Regions from separate parts of the Mus musculus genome. Here regions 1, 3 and 4 are each linked to region 2. The links are chromatin contacts, called in public promoter capture Hi-C maps. All regions are on one chromosome and are shown on one strand. The core of a region is the stretch at or near the end of the contact, and the rest is flanking DNA. Distances in the headings are between cores, read along the strand shown.

The links. Promoter capture Hi-C pulls out the DNA fragments that hold promoters and counts their contacts. Capture Hi-C pulls out chosen DNA fragments and counts their contacts.
Region 1: a promoter capture Hi-C map of pancreatic islet shows a contact between it and region 2. The contact joins the promoter of Cib2 here to the promoter of Poglut3 in region 2. A contact is called at or near these places in 2 of 39 promoter capture datasets (both in liver) and 1 of 9 other capture datasets (pancreatic islet).
Region 3: a contact with region 2 is called in a promoter capture Hi-C map of liver, with 6 times the contacts expected there. The contact joins the promoter of Idh3a here to the promoter of Poglut3 in region 2. A contact is called at or near these places in 2 of 39 promoter capture datasets (liver and pre-B cells).
Region 4: a promoter capture Hi-C map of liver shows a contact between it and region 2, with 3 times the contacts expected there. The contact joins the enhancer-like site here to the promoter of Poglut3 in region 2. A contact is called at or near these places in 2 of 39 promoter capture datasets (hippocampal neurons and liver) and 2 of 115 datasets of contacts at active chromatin or transcription factors (cardiomyocytes and embryonic stem cells).

What each region holds. Positions count from the first base shown.
Region 1 is chr9:54,558,589-54,561,718 of GRCm38.p6, forward strand. Cib2 (calcium and integrin binding family member 2) reads right to left here and starts at 1,602. Exons shown (of 6, transcript NM_019686.6): 1 at 1,380-1,602. The coding sequence starts at 1,430.
Region 2 is chr9:53,382,472-53,385,372 of GRCm38.p6, forward strand. It overlaps Poglut3 (protein O-glucosyltransferase 3), which reads left to right and starts at 1,552. Exons shown (of 8, transcript NM_212445.2): 1 at 1,552-1,815. The coding sequence starts at 1,629.
Region 3 is chr9:54,585,202-54,588,380 of GRCm38.p6, forward strand. Idh3a (isocitrate dehydrogenase 3 (NAD+) alpha) reads left to right here and starts at 1,310. Exons shown (of 11, transcript NM_029573.2): 1 at 1,310-1,342. The coding sequence starts at 1,316.
Region 4 is chr9:52,102,753-52,105,708 of GRCm38.p6, forward strand. No RefSeq gene overlaps it. Among named protein-coding and RNA genes, the nearest start is that of Mir6244, 11 kb to the right of the region's middle. Within about 2 kb of position 1,294, at least 57 of the 459 cell types and tissues checked have an H3K27ac peak or open chromatin away from gene starts, as enhancers often do. A contact at or near this core is called in liver, where this site is marked.

The DNA of each region.
Region 1 (3,130 bases), core at 352-2,851, 1.2 Mb after region 2:
CATAGCATTGGGATGGCGGACGGGGGGGGGGGGGGGCAGCGAGCCCTGCGTAGGCACGTGAGAGGATGAGAGAGGAGTGTGCCATGCACATACGTGGCCAGGGCGGTAGCCGAAACTTTGGGCATCTTGCAGGGGCATCTGGCGAGCAGGAAACCGGGCATCTGGCCTCAGGGAGGGAAGACCACCAGACTGCGAAGTTCCAGGAAGCCCAGAGTTACTTGGAAAAGGGAATGTAACCCTGGGGCCCCCATGCGGCCCGGGTTGGGCATGCTAGAGAGCCAGAGGAAAGGAGATGTGGGGCTCTCGTGTTTCATGGCTCTCCTTCCCCTGGCAGGGTCTAGCTGGGCCCTGGCAAAGGATCAGAACTCAACACTGGACTGGGTCTGACCCAATGCCGGGCTGGTCCTAATGGGGATGCAGGCTCCCCACTCTCCCCAGACCACTCTTCTCTCCTGGGTTTGGGCTATTTTGCCTGCATCTACCTCCACTTAAAACGCCTCCTTCCAGAACTTTCTGGCAGAAAAAAAAATCCTGACTTCCCAAGTCCTCATGCAAGCTCTGCACTCTTTCTGAACCTTCTAGTCAAACCAAGAGCTATTGACCTCCCCTGTCCACTAGAGCTCTTCTCAATACATATCCTATCACTTGGGTCACACTGGAGGTAACCGCTCCACGCTAACTGAATATTCACAAAAGTTGCACACATCTAAGATAGGAATACATATGACATAACACTCCTAACCTATTAGGCGATAAAAAGAAGACTCCACAGCTGTTGTTCCCTGAAAGTCCGGAGACATTACATGGTGAGCTAAAGCAACTGAGCAAGACTCTGGGCCAGCCCGGAGATAAGGTTCCCTCGCATACCTACAGAAAAGTTTTCACATGGCTGGGGGCTGTGAGATCATTGATATGGACAGCTAGCTCTGAACTTGGAAGAATCCGGGGTGAAAGGGCTACTAGGATCACAAAATAGGTTAAGAGATGTGGGTACGTAGTTATATAAACAACACACCCCAACCTGTAACCTGCATTTGGGGCCTCTTGTCCTCCCCCTACACCAAGCCCTTTCTGGGATGAGGGTCATGCCCAGTGGGCTGGAAGAAATGACTGGGGTCTAGCTTGGGAGGGCAGAAAGAAGGTCAATAAGGAAGAGAAGACGGGGTGGGTGAGGCGCATCTGACAGAATACTCTAACTGGAATGTTCTAACATTCCCGGGCCTGGGAAACTGAGGCTCGTCAAGGGGAAGTCATCCACCTAAGGCGACGCTGCGCGCTGAAGGTAGCGGCAGGGTTTGAACCTCTGTGAGTCCGCTTTTGCGAGGCCTGGGAAAAGGACAAAAAGGAGGACTACAGGGGCCGCGGCGCGCCGGCTTCACCTGGTAGTTGTCCAGCTGCTCTTCAGTGAAGATGGTCTGCTTGTTCCCCATGGTGACCGCGATGGTATGGGTGGCCGCGGCGTCGTCTCTCGCCCTTTCGAGTGCTGCTTCCCATCGGCGGCGTCTGGAGCCCCGAGCCCGGTGCCCGCGGCCCTTGCCAGCCCGGGAGCGGGCAGCGTCGCCAGCCTAGCCTGGCCCGCTCCGCTGGGTCCCGCAGTTCAGTGGGAGGGGTGCAGGGGCTGGGAGGCAAAGGCGGGGCCGGGGGCGGGGCGGGCCTAGGCGGGGGCGGGGGCCGGATTGGGGCGGAGGCGCAGCCTGGTGGAAGGAGGCGGGGCCCGAGAGGTGACTTCTCCCTGGAGACAGAGGCCTGCTCAGTCTATGCTGCTGCAGCACACTGAGGTGGCCAAGCGGTGGCCTCATAGGGCCGCCTGACTACTGGACACTGAGTGCGCCTCCCGTTCCAACCAGCACACTGACTGGCACCCCGGGTCGGTCCTGGCGATTGTGAGCCTGAAAATCCCATGGATTAGTGTGGTAGAACAGGCACAATCCTCCGGCCTCTGATCCTAGACTGAGAATAGGTGTGTTGTTGAGCTTGCGGGATTACCCAAGTCAGGTCCATCCTCAAAAAGCCGACATACACGCAGTCAAACACTCAAATCATAAAATAACTTTTTAAAAAAGGAAACAGACGAAGCAAACTCTACCTCAGCAGAGGAATGGGCTCTGGTAACAATAGGTTACACTACTCAGTTGGTTCAAGACCTTAAGGAAAGTAACTAGATCACTCCCTACATCCACTCTGCTAAGTGAGGCCTTCACGAAATTTAATAATGCAGGCAGGGTAGAGGAGGTTAACCAATACCCTCCTAAACGATTGGCTATCTTCAGCCGCCCCATCAAGGTGACCGCTAGGAAAAGCCCTCCAGACACACGGAAGTTCAGGAGTCCTGGCAACTCTGGGACCTATCAGTGGCCCACAAGGAAGGCTACTAGCAATGGAGTTGTCCTTACTGTCTATTCTTGGGACAGCTGGGCTGCATGAAACCTGAGTCAAAGGCTCCTGGTGGCTCCGCTGGGAGGCAAGTCCATCATGGGCTGCCAAAACTGAGATTAGCTACATGAGTATGGTCTCCTGTAATCCCAGCCCTCGAGACAGAGGCAGGAAGATCAGAAGTTCAGGGTTATCCTTAGCTGATTCAGGCCAACTTGTAGTACATGAGACTATATCTCAGAAAACAGAATATAGTAACTAAAAGCAATTTAGCTGAGAAATAGTGTAGTGGCAGAGAGCTAGCCTAACATTCATGAGGCCCTGGGTTCAGTCCCTAGCACCACCAAAAAAAAAAACAAACAAAAGCGACATACCAGTATTGTCCAGTTTTGCCTGGCTTACATCACTTTGGGGCCGTGTTGTTCTACTCTTTTTTTTTTTTTTTTTTTTTTAATGAGTACACCATTGCTCTCTTCAGACACACCAGAAGAGGGCATCAGATCCCATTACAGATGGTTGTGAGACACCATGTGGTTTCTAGGAATTGAACTCAGAACCTCTGGAAGAGTAGTCAGTGCTCTTAACTGCTGAGCCATCACTCCAGCCCTCTTTTTTTTTTAAGATTTATTTATTAATTTATTTTATGTATATGAGTACACTGTAGCTGTACAGATGGTTGTGAGCCTTTATGTGGTTGTTGGGAATTGAATTTAGGACCTCTGCTGCTCAGGTTGGCCCTGCTAGCTCAGTCTCTGCT
Region 2 (2,901 bases), core at 302-2,801:
TATAAATGCTAGCTGGAGCAGAGCAGAGTAGGCGTTCCATCAAAGCATGCAAACGACCCCAGGAAACAAGCCATTGGAAATCACACTAAGTTACACTACACTGCTGCCCTGCAATTTACAAGTGACTTATTCCCAGTTCCTAATGATGCGTCTAAAGAGCGCTGTCTATAACGTCCAGGGGCTAACCTGAGACCCCAGCGCTGTAGAGTGCATATGGGCATCTGCCGATTTCTTCCTGCTGGCCTCTATACTCGCCTATGATTGGTAATTGGGTTGGTGACCTGGGCCGGAGCTCAAAATGCTCAGGAGCCCAATTAAAGCCTGGGGCCTGGTTCTGATAAGCTCTGGGTTGAGATCTACCAGGAAGATCTCTGCCCATTCTGCAGGATGAATTCTTCCAGATTTCTCATCCTGGGAAGAATAATTAGTTCCTAAAACTCAGATAAAAAGAAAAAATAATTAGCAAGAGTGAACAAACGGGGGCTGTGGGGCTGTTCTTCCCGGCTCTTGATGCTCAGGAGTGGGGTGCCCAGGGCATAGTGGGCAGGGAAGGATAGGTGCCCAACTCTACTGAGACGCTTGCCCAGACCCTGCCTTCTGCTGCCCAAGTGCCCTACACAGGAAACACCGAAAGATAAGGGACTTCAGGGTAGTAGGCTGCCAATCACAAATATACGGAACAGGTGGGCCGGTGTGTGAACAAAGACTAGGGGAATTCCTCACAGGGAAGCTATTCCTCTTGTTCCACTGTGGCACTGGAAACCAAACCCTGATGTGCATTTATAATAAGCCATGTTTCCAACCCTTTTCTGTCTGGGTGTAGTGCACACCTTTGATCCCAATACCTGGGACACAGAGGCAGGTGGATGACAGTGAGTTAAAGATCAGCCAGTCTATATACATATATAGAGAGTTCCAAGGCAGTAGGAGATACATAGGGAAAACCCCAACTCAACCAGTTTTCTCCACAAGGCAAGGTGGCTTGGCTTACACACCTTTAATTTCCCTCTACTGGAGGAGGCTGGGGTGGAAGGATTGTCATCAGTTCAAAACCAGCCTGAGATACAGAGGGAGACTTCCTTCTCAAAAGGAGAAACAATAAAATATAGAAGAAGAAAAGGGGGAGGAGGAGGAGGAGGAGGAGGAGGAGGAGGAGGAGGAGGAGAAGGAGAAGGAGAAGGAGAAGGAGAAGGAGAAGGAGAAGGAGAAGGAGAAGGAGAAGGAGAAGGAGAAGGAGAAGGAGAAGGAGAAGGAGAAGGAGAAGGAGAAGGAGAAGGAGAAGGAGAAGGAGAAGAAGAAGAAGAAGAAGAAGAAGAAGAAGAAGAAGAAGAAGAAGAAGAAGAAGAAAAGAAGGAAGAACAAGAAAAGGAAGAACAAGAAGAAGAAAAAGAAAAGAGGTAACAATTTTAAAACAAGCACACCCTGCCTTTCTCCAGACTGGCAAACTCAGGCAACTAGTGTAGGGATGACTAGGAGCGTAAGGCCTGGGCGCGGTACACGAGCCAGTCGGGGTCCGGGCGCGCGCCCGGCCCGCCCGGGGCGGCTCTAGCCAGAGGCCCGCCCTCGGGTGTCCCCTCGGCCCGGCGCTCCAGCTCCTCCCTGGCCAGCGGAGCTGAGAGCCGGCGACCATGCAGGCCCTGCCGCTGGGGCTGCAGCTCGCCCTGCTGGTGGCGGCGGGGGCCGGGGCGCGCGTGAGCGCACCGCGGAGCCTGGCGTGGGGCCCTGGGTTGCAGGCCGCCGCCGTCCTGCCCGTGCGCTACTTCTTCCTGCAGTCGGTGGACTCGGACGGCCGGAACTTCACTAGCTCGCCGCCAGGTCAGCGCCCGTTGCCGTCCCCGCGCGTCCCTGTCCCCACACGTGGCCATCTCCCCACTGCGGGTGTCGTCTTCTCTCCCCTCCCATCGGCGTCCCTTCCCTCCTCCCTGACACCCACGGGGGCGGGAGGTGCCACTCAGGACCGTTGGGTGACTAACTCCAAAGGCTGGGCCACAGGTCCCGCCCGGTGACAGATGTAAGGGTAAGTAGAGTAAACGGCGCCTGTGGGGTCCCACGGAGCGCAGTGGTGCCATCACGTGATGCAGATGGCCCTTCCTGGCCTGCAGGGCGCGCCTTCCTCCCTCCCTCAGCAGCCCACTCTTCTTAGGCCCGCAGTGCAGACCACGCGAAGCAGGGAAACTTCCTAGAACCGGAGAAGGGAGGCGCTTGTCTTGAATCTCAGCAGGGCCCTCCTCCCACATCTGATTGCTTCTCTGGACTTGTCCAGCTGGTTTCAACTTGTTGCCAGTCAGGATTTGCTAATTTGTGTCTAAATGTAAGGCTGCTCCCATCTGGCGTCCTGTTTTGCCTGCAAAGAGGCAGAGAACTCCTTGGCGTCCTCCACCGAGCAAACGGGAATTTCACGTACTTAGAAGTCACGTGTATATGGTAATCCTGGAGTAAAAAAGAGGATGGCAATGTCTGCCTATCGAAAACTTAAGACTCTGCTGAGAAAATAGATAATAAGCAACCTGCCTATCAGGGCAAAGCACAGTTGCTGCAATTGGATTTCTGCAGCCTGGTGTAAACATTAAAGAACTGCCAATAGGTCCAAGGGAGTCTGGGAAGCTTCAGGAGTGCGGGTTTGGAGGCTGAGAGGGGTTTCTAGACTGGCTTGCAGCCGCGCAAAAGCAGAGAGCGCGAGGATCAAGTGTTGAGAACAGGAGTCTGTGGAACATGGTTCAGATTCAAACCGTGTTATGGTGTATCTGCAGTTCTGTAATAAATAAATGAACCCAGATAAGCACTCATGTGGTTACAGCAGGAGAGTAAGGATCCCCCCCCCCCATTTTAAAAATCTTTTTCCCCAAATAAAATGTTCTGCAAAGATTATTCGGATATGTGTGTGTTTGTATATGCCACTTG
Region 3 (3,179 bases), core at 60-2,559, 1.2 Mb after region 2:
GAGTGCTTCATGGCTTCATGGTAGGTATCCTTACCTTAGCTTTTGAGACAGGTCTCCCACTCACTAAACAACCTGGGGCTCATCATATCAGCTAGGCTGTCTGGCAATGGCAGCAGGATTCACCTAGCTCTGGATTTTCATTGCTGGGGTTATAGATGCTCACTCTTTCCTGACTCTTTACATGGGTACTGGGTATTGAATTCAGGTCCTCATGCTTTTGAAACAAGCACCTAACCCACTGGGCCATCTCCCCAGCCCAAGAGCTGTGTTTTCTGAATTTATTTTATGAAAACACTTACATTTGCTAAAAACTTCAGATTGTACATTTACATCAAGTACTTTTTAAAAGATTTGTCTATTTTATGTATATGAGTGTTTTGTCTGCATGTAGGTGCCTGTGCCATATTGGTATCTGGTGCCCTGTGAGGCCTGAAGAAGGTACTGGATCCTCTACATCTGGAGTTACAGACATTTGTGAGCCATCATGAGGGTGCTGGGAACTGAATCCGGGTCCTCTGCAGACTAATAAATGCTTTTTATTCAGTAAAGCTATTAAAAAAAAATAAAAATTAGCCAGATGATGGTGGAACACGCCTTTAATCCCAGAACTCGGGAGGCAGAGGCCAGATCTCTGTAGGTTTGAGGCCAGCCTGGTCTAGCGAGTGAGTTTCAGGGTAGCTGAGGCTATGCAGAAGAACCCTGTCTCAAAAAACAAAACAAAAAAATGAAAATTTAAAAAAAAATGTAAGAATCAAGTTAGGCGAGGTGGTGCATGCCTACAGTCCCTGTACCTGGGAGATAGAGGCAAGAAAAGAGGAACCCCTGGCAGTCCGGGGTTCAAACCCAGCCTCAGCTACATAATCAGTTTGAAGCTCCATGATACTGTCTTAAGAAATGAAACAAAACAAAACAATGTTTGAAAATAAGCAAGATATTTGTCCCAGTGGGACCGCAAAGTTTTAAGGGGCGCACAATCCCCCAAATAAAGAAGGCTGATTGGTCCCCTAATAGGTCGGAAACAAAAAACTCATCCAAACAGCTTTTCAATGAATGAAGCGGGAGGAAGGGGAGGAGGCTTCCGGGTCGCAGCTGGGCCCGCTCCGCGCGTCATCAAAAGATGAAGGCGGTGATTGGTCAGCTAGCGGCAGCTGTGCAGCGGGGTCCGGAGCGGGGCGGTGAGCGATCGAGAGACCCGAGCTAGGGGCGGGGCCACACGGAGCCTCGGGGCGGGGCCGTGAGGGGCGGGCTTGGGAAGAGGGCTATGCGCATGCGCCCTGGTGTTGCCGCTGTCGCCGCGGTGAGGGAAGTGGACGCGATGGCCGGGTCCGCGTGGGTGTCCAAGGTGAGCGCTACAGGGCAGCAAGCTCGAGGGCGAGCAGGGAGAGTAGGCTGTGATCCCGCCTGATGGATGGCGGAGGCGAGCGCGCGGAGGCGGCTCATGGCCCGCGGGCAGTGTTTCGGGGAATGTGGCCGGCACGCCGTGCGTGGCTAGCCCTGAGCCGGGACAGCCGCGCCGGGCGGGGACGGCGTCAAGGTCAAGGCGGCCAGTACTGCTCCGGGTGTCCCCACCAGTGTCCTCCAGGATAGGTGCACAGGCCTCCCCCGGAGCCCTTGAGGGTCACAGACAGGCCACCTAGGCCCCGCGGCCCTGTCACCTGCGGGTCTCCGGGCAGCATGCCCAGGTCGCCCCTCCCTGATCCCTCAGCCTTTGACCGGGTAAACGCTGGGCGCAAGAGGGTTTTCGAGGTGAGGGAATCCCGGGCCGTTAGGCCAGCCAGATTTTTCTCTCTCTTGGAACTCTTCCTAGTCTGATGCCTGGTGCCCTGGTAGGTATTCCTCCTTCAGAGGACGCAGGGCATCGTGCTCCTTGGAGTTATACTCTGAACGTTCAGGGAGATCGCATCATCGTCCTTTCACCTTCAGTTGTTGGGACCCAGCGATCTGGGACTCTCTAGTTCTCCCTGATAGTTCAGGTACTAGAGCTGGAAGGCGCTTCAGGTTACATATGCAGTCTTTTCGTTTCCTGGTGGAGCTGACCTGCCCTCGAAGACAAATTTGCTCAAGGTCATACAGGAGGTCATTGTCATCTTTGAGAGAAACCCGAGGTATTTTGATTTTCTGTCTCTCCGGTGGCCAAGGTCACTTAGCTAATTATGGATATAGTACTGACCAGGCCGTAGGTCATCTGATGCCGTCGTGGGTGGCTCTCTAGAAGTCTGCTATAAGCAATGCAGATTTTTAAATGAAATTTGTATTGCCCTTCTCCTTTAAAGAGAGGTTTGGAGATGCACTATTGTTTATTAATAATTCAATTTAGGGGTTCTTAATTTTAAATCCTGACAAAGCCATTGGCCAATTGTGTATCCTCTGCAAACTATTTAACATCTGCGAACCCACCTGTAAGATACATGTGCTTGTGTCACAGGTATTTCTGCATGAAAGCACCTATTCCATGTAGAAGGACATGAAAGCCTGAAGCTTTCCTAGCTATCGATGTATCTGTCTTGGCAGTGATCAAGCAGACAGTGATTCTGGGACATCAGTAACTAGGCTTTTTTGTTTGGTGACTAGAATCTACGTTGTCACTATGTTCAGACCCACTTTTGCTTGAGATGCTGTTAGGTCACATTTGGTTTTAAAGGTGTAGCAACAAGTCAGTCCTTTAATGTCTGGGCTTACACACTCTACCTGATTCATGTTGCTAGGTGTAGTCAGCCTTGGGGGACTAAATAAGGCTAAGTAGTAAAGAGCGTCCTGGAAAATTGCTTTTTCCTTTAGCCCTGTAAGAAATCCACAAGAGTTCAGAACTTATTGGCCATAGGGTCAGAAGATGCTCCCCTGGGACTTGATTGCCTGTGTGACCTTTGGCAGAGTGGCCCAGGCTTTGGTTCAGTCTCTCTCAAGGGATTAGGGCTTAAGAAGGGGCTCCCGAGGTTAACTCGTGCTGAAGTACCAAATGGTATTTGGATTTTTATAGTACTGGGCTTCCTTTCAGGCAGGGCTTTGTTTTGTTTGAAGACAGTGTCTCCACTAGTCTAGCTGACGCTATAGGTAAGGCTGACCTGATCTTCCTACTTCCACCACCTTCCAAGTTCTGGAATTAGAGTTATGAGCCACCACACCCAGTGTCCGTTAAAGTTTTATTTGTTTCTTTTTCTTTTTTTTTTTAAAAAGGGTCA
Region 4 (2,956 bases), core at 44-2,543, 1.3 Mb before region 2:
CCGTGCCCTTGGCAACCCGTCCTGGTACTATTTAAGTTGAAGTTTCTTCTTTCTCCCTGACTGTCCTGTCCTCTTTCTGTGCAGGTCCCAGGTGGCTGACCCACGGTGGGCTTTAGACTAAGATGGACTGAGACAGCCCTGAGTCTTGAACACACACACACTCTGCTATCTTCATCAACCAGGGCGCTTGCTGATGCTTCTTCCCTCGCCTGTTTGTTATGGGTTTCGCTCTTCCTGCTCCTGCCTTCCTGTACTTCTTCACTGCCTTTCCTAGAGTCAGACCTCAGGAGATGGACCGGGACTTGGGATGTCTGCAGCCCTGTAGTCCTGAGTCAACATCTGCTAAGCTTGGCTTTGAGATACCACTTTCTCGAACATGCTGGCAGGCATAAGCCTCTGGAAAGCCCCTGGGCTGCCCCTCCCCCAACACCTTTTTCTGCATGATTAATTAGCTCATAAGATGGACTATATGGGAAGAATTTTCAAGACTTTACAACTTTCTTTTTTTAAAAAAATGTATGCGACTTAGAGAACAAACTTGGTGGCGTGAACCCCCTTCCATGTGTATTCCTGTGGAATCTGCAGAAATCGATGTGACATACGGCTCCCATCTGGGCTGTTTGTATAATTGTATATACATATAGCAATAAATATATTCTAATGTCATCTGGAGCCTGGGTTTGCAGTTCTCTCTGCACCCCGTGGCAGGCAGTGGCTATAACCCTCGCTAACAGGTCCTCTCGACCACTAGGACCTCCTTGCTTTGTCTCAGTTTCTTGTCTTCTCCAGTTGCACTAAGTGTTATTAAGATGACGCAGGTCAGGGTTTGGAGAAGGGTGAGGAGGGCTCAGGGCAGAGCTGGGATGTGAGGCGGCATTAGTAATTCATGCAGTGGCACCCGGCCTGGCTGAGGGAGGTTTGAATGTACGAGGACTGAAGCATTGGGTGACAGTTTGCAATGTGACTCAGCAGTCTGACATTAGGGTGACTGTTCAGGTAGCTGAGTCACATTGCAAACTGTCACCTTAGGAAAGTGTTGTGCCTGCAAAGAATGTGTCAGGTACTTGCCAGGCACAGAGGTAAACTTTAAAGAGTTTTCATAAAAATACATACAAGCTCTGTCACAATAGATGTTTTTTTCATTGATCAGAGAGGTTTTCAGGGTATGAGAGCTATACAGAGGGCACATGATCAGACAGCCCTTTATCAACAGCACTGTTTATCTACTATCGAGGAGTGTTTATTCACACTGTCCTCTCTTGCACTTAAAGACCTTTGATATCAGCATTTTTTATAACTTAAAAGATAATCATGTGCTTTGCTGTAGTGGTGATAGCTTATCGAATTTCTCAGTAGGCCTCTCCTTGGCCACACACAGAAATTGGCAAACAACTAGATTGGAACATACTGTGGTGAGGGAGGGTTTGGGAGTACTGGGAAGGCCACTTTTTGTGTATATAAATAAATAAATAAATAAATAAGGACCAGAAGCCCGTCGGACTCATTAGGCTGTGAGCTACTGACCACGGCCATGCTGTATCAACGCCACTCTTAATTCCATTTCTTAGCAGACCCTCCAGAGACTCCAGTCTTCTGCTCAAGAGAGAGCCTGCCAGCCACAACCAATGCTGCTTTTCTGGACAGATCCTTCCTGGCTGGGGCTAGTGACTGACACAGGCAGAAGCCACTGGAAACGATATGCTGCGGTAGGGGATGGGTAGTGCTTTGGGAGACTGCCTGGAAGCAGAGGCTGAGGAGGCTTAACGATTTCCTCAGCAGGTGAGAAGCCTGGAGCTGCAGTGTGTGATCTGCTGTAAATTAGTGGGGATCGGGGCTTGAACCTTGAAGCAGTTGCTCCAGCCAGGGACCTTACTCTTCTGCTGTAGACTAGGGTGTTTGAAATGAAGGAATGAACCATATACCTCCATTTCTACACCTAATTTCTGTTTGTAATATGTCTTGGAAAAGGGAAAGAAGTCACCGGCTTTTACTATTAAACAGAAGGTGACTGGACAGCACAGATAGGCCACCGAGGCAGGAGGATTAAGAGTGTTGTGTTCAGTGCTCACCAAGCCCAGCACCCTACACAGAGGCATAACACAGCAGGCCCTCTGCCCACGCTGCTTTTATGACTCTTCTCATATCACTGGACAGATGGACTGGAAGTTGATGGCTCAGAACCCCAAAGCCCACAGTGTTGCCATGGGAGAGAGAGAAGACAACATCTTCCAGGTGCCAACATCCTCACATGCTCCCTGAAGGAACACATGGCTAGGGAGGTTTCCCTCCTCCCCAGAGAACCCGTACATAAGATGAGCACTCTGGCCCTGGCTCAAGATGCATTCTGCATTCCTTCCCGGGAAGATGCAGGCGTTGACTGCAGAGTTTGTGGACAACACTGTTTCTCATGTTTTCTTTTGGGGGAGCTGGCTGTCTGCAGAAAGTCTAGTTTCCCCCACTTGGAGGGGGGGGGTCTGCCTTTTTGGAATTCAGTGGTAGACAGGAGGTTGAGCTACCCCAGCTAGATCTGCATTCTCCAGCAAGGAGCTTCTGCCAGGTGCACTGTAATTCTCACCCCCACCTATGCAATCTCCTGCTTCGTTGCTCTTGTCCTGTGTCTCTCATTTAATGTACATCTGACTCACCTGGAAGGTTTGCTAAGAAACTTGCTGGAATCCTTTCTCGGACTTTGTGGTAGAGCAGACAGACCACAGCCCTGCCTCAAGCATCTCCATTGCTATCACATTCCTGGGTGAGACCAAGGCTCCTTCCCTAGGAACCACACTCGAGACCTAGAAGCACTTGTTTGGAGGGACGAGTTGTATTTATTGTTCTCCTCAGACATTGCAAGAACCAAATGTTCTCCAGGCTGAGTCAGCAGGGTGGCATTTGCTAAACAGGGGCCAGTGAACATTCCTTGGCCAGCATGAGTAATTCTTACAAATCAATATCCTCT